Linked DNA regions of Sus scrofa: region 2 is linked to region 1. The links are chromatin contacts, called in public Hi-C maps. All regions are on one chromosome and are shown on one strand. The core of a region is the stretch at or near the end of the contact, and the rest is flanking DNA. Distances in the headings are between cores, read along the strand shown.

What was found. Hi-C and Micro-C count contacts between places; a contact is called where the count stands out from the background.
Region 2: a Hi-C map of liver shows a contact between it and region 1, with 2.5 times the contacts expected there. The contact joins two enhancer-like sites. A contact is called at or near these places in 2 of 47 Hi-C or Micro-C datasets (liver and skeletal muscle).

Annotation. Positions count from the first base shown.
Region 1 is chr3:127,946,205-127,951,152 of Sscrofa11.1, reverse strand. No RefSeq gene overlaps it. Among named protein-coding and RNA genes, the nearest start is that of ID2, 450 kb to the right of the region's middle. Within about 2 kb of position 2,027, at least 6 of the 83 cell types and tissues checked have an H3K27ac peak or open chromatin away from gene starts, as enhancers often do. A contact at or near this core is called in liver, where this site is marked.
Region 2 is chr3:128,254,139-128,259,086 of Sscrofa11.1, reverse strand. No RefSeq gene overlaps it. Among named protein-coding and RNA genes, the nearest start is that of RNF144A, 610 kb to the left of the region's middle. Within about 2 kb of position 2,691, at least 3 of the 83 cell types and tissues checked have an H3K27ac peak or open chromatin away from gene starts, as enhancers often do. A contact at or near this core is called in liver, where this site is marked.

The DNA.
Region 1 (4,948 bases), core at 778-3,277:
GGGTGTGGTGGAGAGAGACAGACGTGAGGTCAAACTCGGGCTCTGCCACCGAACCGCCCTGAAACTTTGGACCAGTTCCTTCAGCTTTTTGAAAGTTCTCAATGACCTCATCTGGAAAAGAACCCAATGACAAATATCTCATAGGGTGGTTAGAAGAATTACAGGTTAACATCTGTGAAAGGTCTCGGGTGCACTTTCAGTAGGAACTAATAAGTCCTCTCGTCCATCACCTGGTCACTCGTGCAAGGTGCACGCTGCCTCTTTTCTAGCTCTTGCCAACTCACCACCAACGTCCCAGGCCGCCCCGTCCTGTGCTTGTCCACTGGCGCCCCAGCCTTAAAATCCTTTTCATCCAAGTTTTCCATACACCCATCGTCCAGGGCTTTGGTCAGGGTGATGGTTCCACTTACGGTTCAGGTTCGGGTTACGGTTCGTCTTAGGGTTCAGGTTCGGGTTTGGGTTAGGGTTAGACCTGTGACATCAGGCTAAACCTGTTTGTTATCTTGGTCTCACCCAGAGCAGACCCAAGCCTTTTATACTTAACTGGGCTGCATTTCTGTCCTACTGGCCATAAGCGAGGCACTGGAATCCTGGGCTGTTTCTCTCACTGGCCTTTCTCCTCTGTATGTCTTCTCCTTTACCCTCTTGTGGCAGACCCCTGACGTGAGCAGAAGGCCAGCTCACAGGGCTGAAAATGGCAGCAGACGTGAGGATGAGAACTTTCCTGGCCAGCGCTGGTCCTCACCCCTGAGGACCCCAAGCCATGCGTCTGCCCACCTCTTGACCCTGAGGCTCTCCTTTAAAGGCCACGCATCACGTTGTACTAAAACCGCATGTGCTCTGAGGACGTACAAGGCTCCATTTCTTTGAGATAGTATAGAATTCAACGTCCATGCTTGTCATCACAGCGGGAGAAGAGAAGGCCAGATAGGATGGAAAGCATCTATTTCTCCATAAGGTGAAAACCAACCGCATAGAGAAGATAATGTTTGTACAGGCTCCTCCAAGCCCTGTGTCTCTGGGGCCAGACCGCCTAGGCCCTCCAAAGGCTCCGGGGCCACCCTGGGCGACAGGTACCAGGGCTGGATGGAAGCCCCTAGGACCCTCCCAGCTCTGCCCGTGGAGACTGAACAGAAGATCCAGCAGCAAAGTCTGACTTCATTTCCTTGGTTTTATCGAAGCAGAAGGAAGCTGATGGAGAGCTTTGTTCCAAGTGCTGGCAGTGGGCCTGGGCACCCTGGGCCTCAGTCTCCTCCTCTGTAAGATGGGGGTGATAACAGCACCCCCTCCATGGGCGTGTGGTGAGGATCACAGGAGGTACGACATGCAAGGGGCTCCGGGATTATTCACATCCCGTGAGCCCAACGCATCTGACACCTTTATCACCCCGGGGGCCTCCGGTAGGGGTGGGGTCCACGAGCGCGCAGGGACCCCAGCTCCCCACACGACAGGATGCAGCCCAAATGCTCCCTCCCCGAATCCTTCCTAAACAACCACCAGACACAATCCGAACCCTCCCACAACGGTGATGCTTCTCTGATTCTATACATTGTCTTCAAAGCTGCCTTTGTTTTACCAGAAGAAAACTGTTAATGTCGGAGAAATAGCTACAAACAGTAGCTCCTGTCACAATGAAATTTGAAAGGAATGAGGCCTATGTATTCACATGACCCATGTGTCTACATTTACAGTAAAATTAAAATACACTAAAGAGATGTGTATTGACACACACCCACACAGAATGTTTTCACATTTTCAGCCCGGGGTCCCACCAGGTTTTGTGTGGCCTTTTCAGCCAGGGGAAGGGTTACAATGACATCAAGCTTTATAACTAAAAAAAATACCCCCCCCAAGGTTAAACAAACACATTACTGTTTGGCCATGAACTTGGGTTGTTTCTCACTGACAAAATTTCCAGCTTTGCTCAACTTCCAAAAGAATGTTGTGAAGCGTTTGGACTCTTACCTAAGCCCTGTTTGTCCAGAGGGGTCAGTCTGAAGCCTGAAAGATGTCGTGATCCAGAAAATAGCAGTCATGTCTTCGGCCATCTGAGATAGTCATGGAAAATTACCACACAGATGTTAACACTGGATCTTTCTTCCGTTGCCCAGAGCTCGCAAAGCCTCAGAACGATATCAGAAGGAGGCCAAGAATTGAACGGCTCCTGTGGTCAGTGGAAAGGAAGGTAGTTCTGTGGCCGCAGGAAGAGGCAGGGCCCCCCGGAGTAGGGGTTGGCACAGCATCAGGACAGAACACAGAGATTCAAGCCTGTAAGAGCAAGCGCGCTTCTGCCCTGCCTCTGCCCCCTCAAGCTGTGTGACTGTCACCATGTCACTAGACTACCCTCTGCCTCTTTCTCTTCCCCTGTAAAGTAGGAAGGAAGAGAGTAACTTTTATCGTGTTGCTTCCAGGATTAAATGAGTGAAGTATATTATGGCTTCAGCGCAGTGCCTGGCACAGAATGTATTTGATACATTTTTTTCAAGTAAAACAAAAGGACTGCAAGAAATTGTTTCTAACACTCACTGTATTAAGATGCAAAAGCTAAGAGTCATGTAATAGTGGTCTTCAGGGGGGCAAGGGGCTGGGGAAGTGACTGATTAATGGGTACAGGGCTTCCTTTTGGGGTGATGAGAATGTTCCAGAATTAGAGAGAGATGGTGGTTGCACAACATTGTGAATGGACTAAATGCCTCTGAATTCCACACTTTGACATGGTTAATGGCTAATTTTATGTGATGGGAATTTCACCTTAATTTAAAAAAAAGAAAGAAAGAAAGAACAAAGTTAATGGTAGCTGTGAGCTTACATTGACCAAGAAAAGCAAGATTTCTCCAAGAAACCCCAGCATTCAAGAATGACCCCAAACTGACCTCAGGGTCAAAGCCAGTGGCCTGCATACTAGTGGATTTCCACGGCCCTTTCTCAGTTGAGAGCTGGCACGCAGTCTCAGTGCTTCTTTGGGGCAGGTCACTTTGGCCCCCTCAGAATCATAAAATATTCACCCAGGAGAAAAGATGCTCACAGACCTGGTCTCTCTGCCTCAGTGTAAGACTTAGGACCCAGGATATACGGGAATTTGGGAACCTCCTTCAGAGGTGGAAGAACGGAATTCCGACAGGTTCTTTCCTATAGGGAAGGGCTGATTCAAATGAAATAACTCGAGTAGGTGGAAAAGCACTTCTTGTTCTGTTATTATAAGACAAGACTGCTGTCACCAACTCGGGCTCAGAGAAGTAGTAGAGCCCCTGCCCCCTGACCTGCCCCCAACCCCGCCCCATCATTTTTTTCTCAGAAGGAGATGGAGCAGCAGCAGATCCTCGTGCATCTGGAGGAACAGGCAGCCAGTAAACACCTTGCAAATACACTTTTCAGCACTGAGCCCACACTTGAGCCCTTTGCAACAGCTCTCCAACAGCAGTGCCTTCAGCTGACTTCCAGAATCTCACCCTCAAGGCACAGAGCCTGCTCTGCTCTGGGCCCTGAATCCATGCTGGGCTTGGGGGAGGCCGCCGGGGGTGGGGGGTGGGCTGGGCCAAGCTGCATGCAAGCAAGCAGAGGTCTTCAAACCCAAACACGGTCACATCACTAAAGCATCCTTGCTTCTTTTACAGATTTGTTCAGAGGCTATCCCTTTATTTTGGTGCTATTTCCCCCAATTATTTTTGTGGCTCACACATTCCTTCGTTCCATAAATATTTGCTGAGGACTGTCTCTGCCTCAGTCACTAGCATGCTGGACTTGGAACGTGAAAATAAAGGTGGTCACTAACCCGTTTGGAGGGAGGAGTTCTGTAAAATATGTATTTATAATGCAGCAAGACAGCTGTCACAACAGAGCTGCCATGGGCTGGAGAAGGAGTCCTCCCAACTCTGGGCAAGGGGGGCTGCTCTGAATCCTGAGATTTGGTAGGAAGGCAGCAGACAGGAGGGTTATTTCCTAAAGCGATTGCCAATAGAGGCGGTCACCATCATTCTGAGACTTGAAAACGATGTGCTTTAGGATATTTAAAGTATTATCTCATTGCTGAATTATATTCCTCTTTTAAATGGGCTTAAATAACTTGTGGAAGAGGAAATTAAGGCAAGCGGGAAACAAAGAAGGTGTGAGGGACGAGGAGGAAATGAGAATAAGTTGTTACTCAGTTCTAATGTCACATAAGAGGTCAGCGAGCAAGGAAAAGTGGGAGTGGCATCACAGTAAGTTTAATAAAATAAACAAAGGTAGAAAAACCAAATAGTTCCAGGTTAATTAATGTCCAAGACCACTGAGATTGTGTGTGTGTGTAAATAGAGTTGACTTTGACTCTTCTGATGATCTCTTTCCAACATGTGTCTTCTCATCTTATTTTTGCCGCTGGGTAAGTTTCTAGAAATTATTTTTCCAAAGCGGCAAAGCCACCCGAGTGTTCAAGAGTCTGAACACAGAGCTTTAACAAGAGAATTGAGGGAGTCGATGAGTTTAGGCTGGAGAAGAGAACAACTTACCCAAAAAAGTGCCGAATAAACACTGACCCCCCAAGGAGAACAGATGTTGGAAGGCTAAGCTTTGTGTCCATTCGAAGGTGATCAGAAGGAGGTCAGTGTTCATCTTCCTCAGAAGGGAGCTGCACACAGTGGAACGTGGAACGCCAACGCTTAAGATCACTTTTAATTCTCTTCCTTTTATCCACATACAGACACATTTATTTTTACTACAGTTGATTGACCATGTTCTGTCAATTTCTGCTGTACAGCAGACTGACCAAGTTATACATGTATATACACACATTCTTTTTCTCATAGTATCATCTATCTTATTGTATCCCAAGTGACTGGATCGAGTTCCCTGTGCCGCACAGTAGGTCCTCACTGCTTATCCGTTCTAAATGGCATAGTTTGCACCTACTAACCCCAGAGACCCCTTTTAATACATAATGCTATAATACTTGGTTTCTGTCTCTATCTTG
Region 2 (4,948 bases), core at 1,442-3,941, 310 kb before region 1:
GAATTAATGTAGGTGTTAATTAATGTAGAGCTAATCCTGGATCTGACCTACACCACGGGTCTGACCTTAGATCAATCCTTGTCTCCAGATCTTGCTCATCTGCAAAGGTAAATAGCCTCGGGTCCCATCTATAGCCTTGAAAGAAAATGGTCAGTTTAATTACATTAAGTCTGATTCAATTCCTCTCACCAGAATTTCAATGTGTAGCTACACAGTGTCAGCAGCTGACAGGTATATGGCCCATGTTCTTAGGGAGTCAAAGCTTTGCTTCATTTTATTATTGCTTCTTGATACTGCAGGGTTCCAAACAGGCCTCCCCAAGGTGTGCCACTAGAGCATGTGGCTTACATTGAACTAAAAGCAATCAAGACCCTGTGGGCTCAGAAGAAACTACTGCCTCTCCCTTAACTACCTGGAAGAATTTAAATTGGGAATTTTCCCTGAAAAAAATAGTTACTATCATAATTCTTAAGATACTTTTCGTCTAAGTGGCCTCCTCTGTATGGCAGGGCCAACGTTTAATTACCCATCCCACTTTCCAGGCCCCTGGGGAAAGGATCAGGCCCTGTGAATGGCCCTTTGGGTTGAAAGTGGGTCTCGCAGTCCATTGTGCAGGCCAGTTCTCCTTGTTGGTAGAGCCAAAGTCCCAGTGGCTGCTACAGTGGCTGATGAAATGAGCTCAGGAAGACTATGCATGAAGTTTCTGCATTCTGACTTCTCTGACATTTCTCCCAGTCATAGTTATTGGAGAGCTATAACATCCATGTCTATTGCCAGTGAAAAGCTTTTTTTGGCTGTTAAGACTTGAATTGTGTCCCCTCAAAATTAGTAAGTTGAAGTCTCAACCCTAATACCTAGAATATGAGTGTATTTGGAGACATTGCCTTTAAAGAAGTAATTAAGGTCAGGGAGTTCCCATTGTGGCTCAGTTCAGTGGGTTAAGGACCCAACCAGTATCCATGAGGATGCAGGTTGATACTTGGCCTTGCTCAGTGGGATAAAGGATCTGGCATTTCTGTGAGCTGTAGTATAGGTCACAGATGCAGCGGCTCGGATCCTGCATTGCCGTGGCTATAGTGTAGGCCTCGGCTGCAGCTCCAGTTGGACCCCTAGCATGGGAACTTCCATATGCCACACAGGTGGCCCTTAACAAAAAAAAGAGGTAATTGAGGCCGAATGAGGTTATTAAGATGGGCCTGCATCCTATACGACTGGCGTTCTTACAGGAGGAGGGCAGGACACAGACACAGGCAGAGGGATGATGAAGTTTTGAGGACATGGAGAAGGCAGCTATCCACAAGCTTGGGAGAGAGGCCTCAGAAGAACCAAGCCTGCTGACACTTGATTTCTGATTTCCAGCCTCCAGAACTCTGAGGGAATATGCATTTCTGATGGTTAAGCCCATGAAACTGTAGCATGCTTTTGAGGAAGCTCTTGTAACAGGGTCAGAAAACTGACATGGCCAAGTGCTGGCCCTCAAAACAGTCACCAATGGAGACAAAATTCTGGAGTCTAAGAAAAAACATTGAAACAAAAACAGGACCAGAATAAATGAGGAGAACCTGAGCGGTTGCCTTTGTTGTCAGAAGTTCATGTATACAACCACGTTCGCCAATTATTCCTCAGCAAAGTTGGCGAAAAAGAAGAGTGTGGGTGTTACAATCACTTAAAGAGGATTCTCGACCTTGGCCTGTGGCTGCCTCTTTGAAACCTAGAGAGACAATCTTTTTTAAAAAATTATGTATTGGAGTATAATGGATTTACAGTGTTGTGCCAATTTCTGCTGCACAGCAAAATGACCTAGTTATACCTATACATACAATCCCTTTCTTATAATAGCTTCCATCATGTTTTATTCCAAGAGACCAGATCTAGTTCTCTGTGCTGTGCAGTAGGACCTCATTGCTTGCACATTCTAAATGTAATAATTTACCTCCATCAACCCCAAACTCACCCAGGTCACACCCCAGACCAAGAAAATCAGAATTTCTGGAGGGTAAGACCCAGGCATCAATAACAAGTGAATTATTCACAGGATTCTCATGTGTAGCCATGCTTGGGAACAGGTGAATTAGAAATACAAGCCTTGTCTTAGTATGTCAACATGAATTATTTTTTGGTTTCTCCCTCCACTGTTACTCTTACCTGAAATAGGTACACCACACAATGTCTGCATTACTTGCTCTGAAATGTTTATAATATACCACATAATAGATTCATTGTTTGAGTTGCAGAGATGGTCAAAACTTTTCTTGTTTTCAGTGTAAGACGAAGGGAGAAAATGTCTGGATCAAAAGAAAACTCAAATGACAATACAAAATAAAACAGGTGCCATGGCATTTTCATAAGAGTCTCAATTTCTGACAATAACACAACTCTTATTTCTTGATGTCAAATTTCAGCATTTTCCTACCAAACTCCTTTAGGCAGTCGTGACTTTCAGCTAACACCACAGTAAGTGTCCCTCATCCTCTCCTTTATAGGCTGTGTCTGATTACTCTCAAGTGAAAAAGATGACTTGAAAGCTGTAAGCCTAACTGAAATTACGGCGAAGGTGCAGATTTTACAGGAGGACAGATTTAACACATCCATCTGCATTTATTTCTGATCCAAGGATGGCCATAAACAAAGATCAGTCTGGGGTTCGATCATCTCTGAGCTGCATGTGCATCTCATAACTGGATTTTGCAGTTTGTATTGGAAAGAGAAGTTTCAAAAGGGGGAGCTAGTTAGCTAATTGATTACAGATTGTGGCTGAAATTTTGCAGGAAGGAGACACATTGAGAGTTTGAGGAAAACCTTAAGAAAGCAGTGTTTCTATGTCTATCCCTGCCTTTTCTGTAAATAAGGCTGATTGCTGAGGCGCTCAGGAAAGCCCAGCATGGTAGCTGAGAAGCAAAAAGTAAGTGGGAATTTCAACTGTGTGCCTCACAGAAATGGGACAATGAAAACTGAAAGAATTGCTCCTGCACTCTAAGTCATGCAGTTCAGAGCAGCTCAGGCTATATAGGCACACAAGCGGGGTCTGTGGTTACAGTCTTTGGACCTGGTTTGAGCAAAGCCATCAACAATTTGACAACATCAACTGCAAAACCAGACTTCTAACACCTTCCTGAGACGCATCTCATGTCTGCTTCTGTGGGTGATTCATCATGGGTTCATGAGCACCACACCACTAGACCCATTTGTACTAAAAGGAAAACGTTATTCCTTTTCTCTTCTTTCCTCAATCCCTTTCCTTCTCCCAGCCCATCCCTTAACCCACCTTATAGTCTCACTTCTTCCCTCTTCTGTCTATTTTTTATTTTTTTTGGAACCAAGATCAGACATAGTAGGTTTTGTGGGGTTTTTTTCTGTTCATTTTGTTATTTTCTCACTTGTTTAGCACATAAATTTCCACCTACACTCACACCTGTGTGACGGCCCACCCTGAGGCCCAGCAGGAGGCAAGGGCCAGCCTCTGAGCAAACATTCCTGAGAGGGGAGAACAGCAGGAGTGTGTGTGAGTGTGCGTGTGAGAGAGAGTGTGAAATGTGAGTCAGATATACGAATAACTTGTGTACATGGATCTTGATCAAGATAGAAAACCCCCAAAACATCCAACATATATCTAATATTCCATATACACCACACTGTGAATTGTGAGAGAGATGCGTTCATTTGCTCATACAAATACATGAACTCCAATGTATAGAGTGGAGCCCCAATGTATGTATGTAGAGCTCACATTTTCTCGTTTGACCTAGCGGAGAGAATAATACCACACCTAATAATACCACATATCTCACTTCATATGGGCCTCCTTCTTCCAGGCTTGTCTCGCAACTAAGAGGGTAGGATGGGAGTGAGAGCTGAGGTTTGCTTGGCAGAGTTAGAAGACGCTTGGGAGTTCCTGTTGTGGTGCAGCAGCAATGAGTCCGACTAGTGTCTATGAGGACACAGGTTCAATCCTGGCCTCATTCAGTTGGTTTGGGATATGGTGTTGCCATGAGTTGTAGTGTAGGTCACAGATGTGGCTCGTACCCCACGTTGCTGTGGCTGTGGTGCAGGCCAGCAGCTGTAGCTCTGATTCGACTTCTAGTCTGGGAGCACTCATATGCCATGGTGAGGCCCTAAAAACAAACGAACAAACAGAAAAAGCTAAGATGTAGAGTCTGGTTGAGCCCCTTTGAAGCCAATGGCACCACTTCCTGACCATGGTGCCCTTGGGGACACTGTTTTTTTTCCAGTTTTTTTTTTTATTTTATTTTTTTCTGCTGTATAGCATGGGGACCAAGTTACACATACATGTATACATACTTTTTCCTCCCATTGTTGTGTTGCAATATAAGTATCTAGACATAGTTCTCAGTGCTACACAGCAGGATCTCATTGTAAATCCATTCCAAGAGCAATAGTTTGCATCCATTAACCCCAAGGTCCTGACACTTCCCACTCCCACTTTATTATTAATATCTCCATGACTCAGTTTCTTCATCTCTGAAACAAGACTGAGATCTCTCTCTTGCTGCTGTTTGCTTGGGTTGTGATGCTAGGTGTAAATGGCAGCTGTTATGAGCATGTAAGTGTGCCTCATGGAACATAAACACACTATTTATAAAGCATTTCTAAAGACACATAGTCTTGGATTCCTAAGCCAACTGGGCTGTCCCTCACAATTCCCCGAGGGTCCTTATCTAATGCTGTCACACCAAGGAAATTGATTAATGCAAGTAGGTGGCAATGAGCTGGGGGTGGGTACACTTGGTGGTGGCCACGGTTCAGCTCCAACTTCTGGGCTCCCACCTGAGATTTAGTACAAAATTTTACTGAGAAACTTTTATAGCTAGAGGCTAGAGAGTGGTGTGTTGTGGGCAAGAAATTAAAAGAAAGGTAGAAAAGGTAAGTTGAGCTCCAAACTCAGGAGCAAACAAGGTGGCTTGGAGGTCAGAGCAGGATGTAAGTGTGT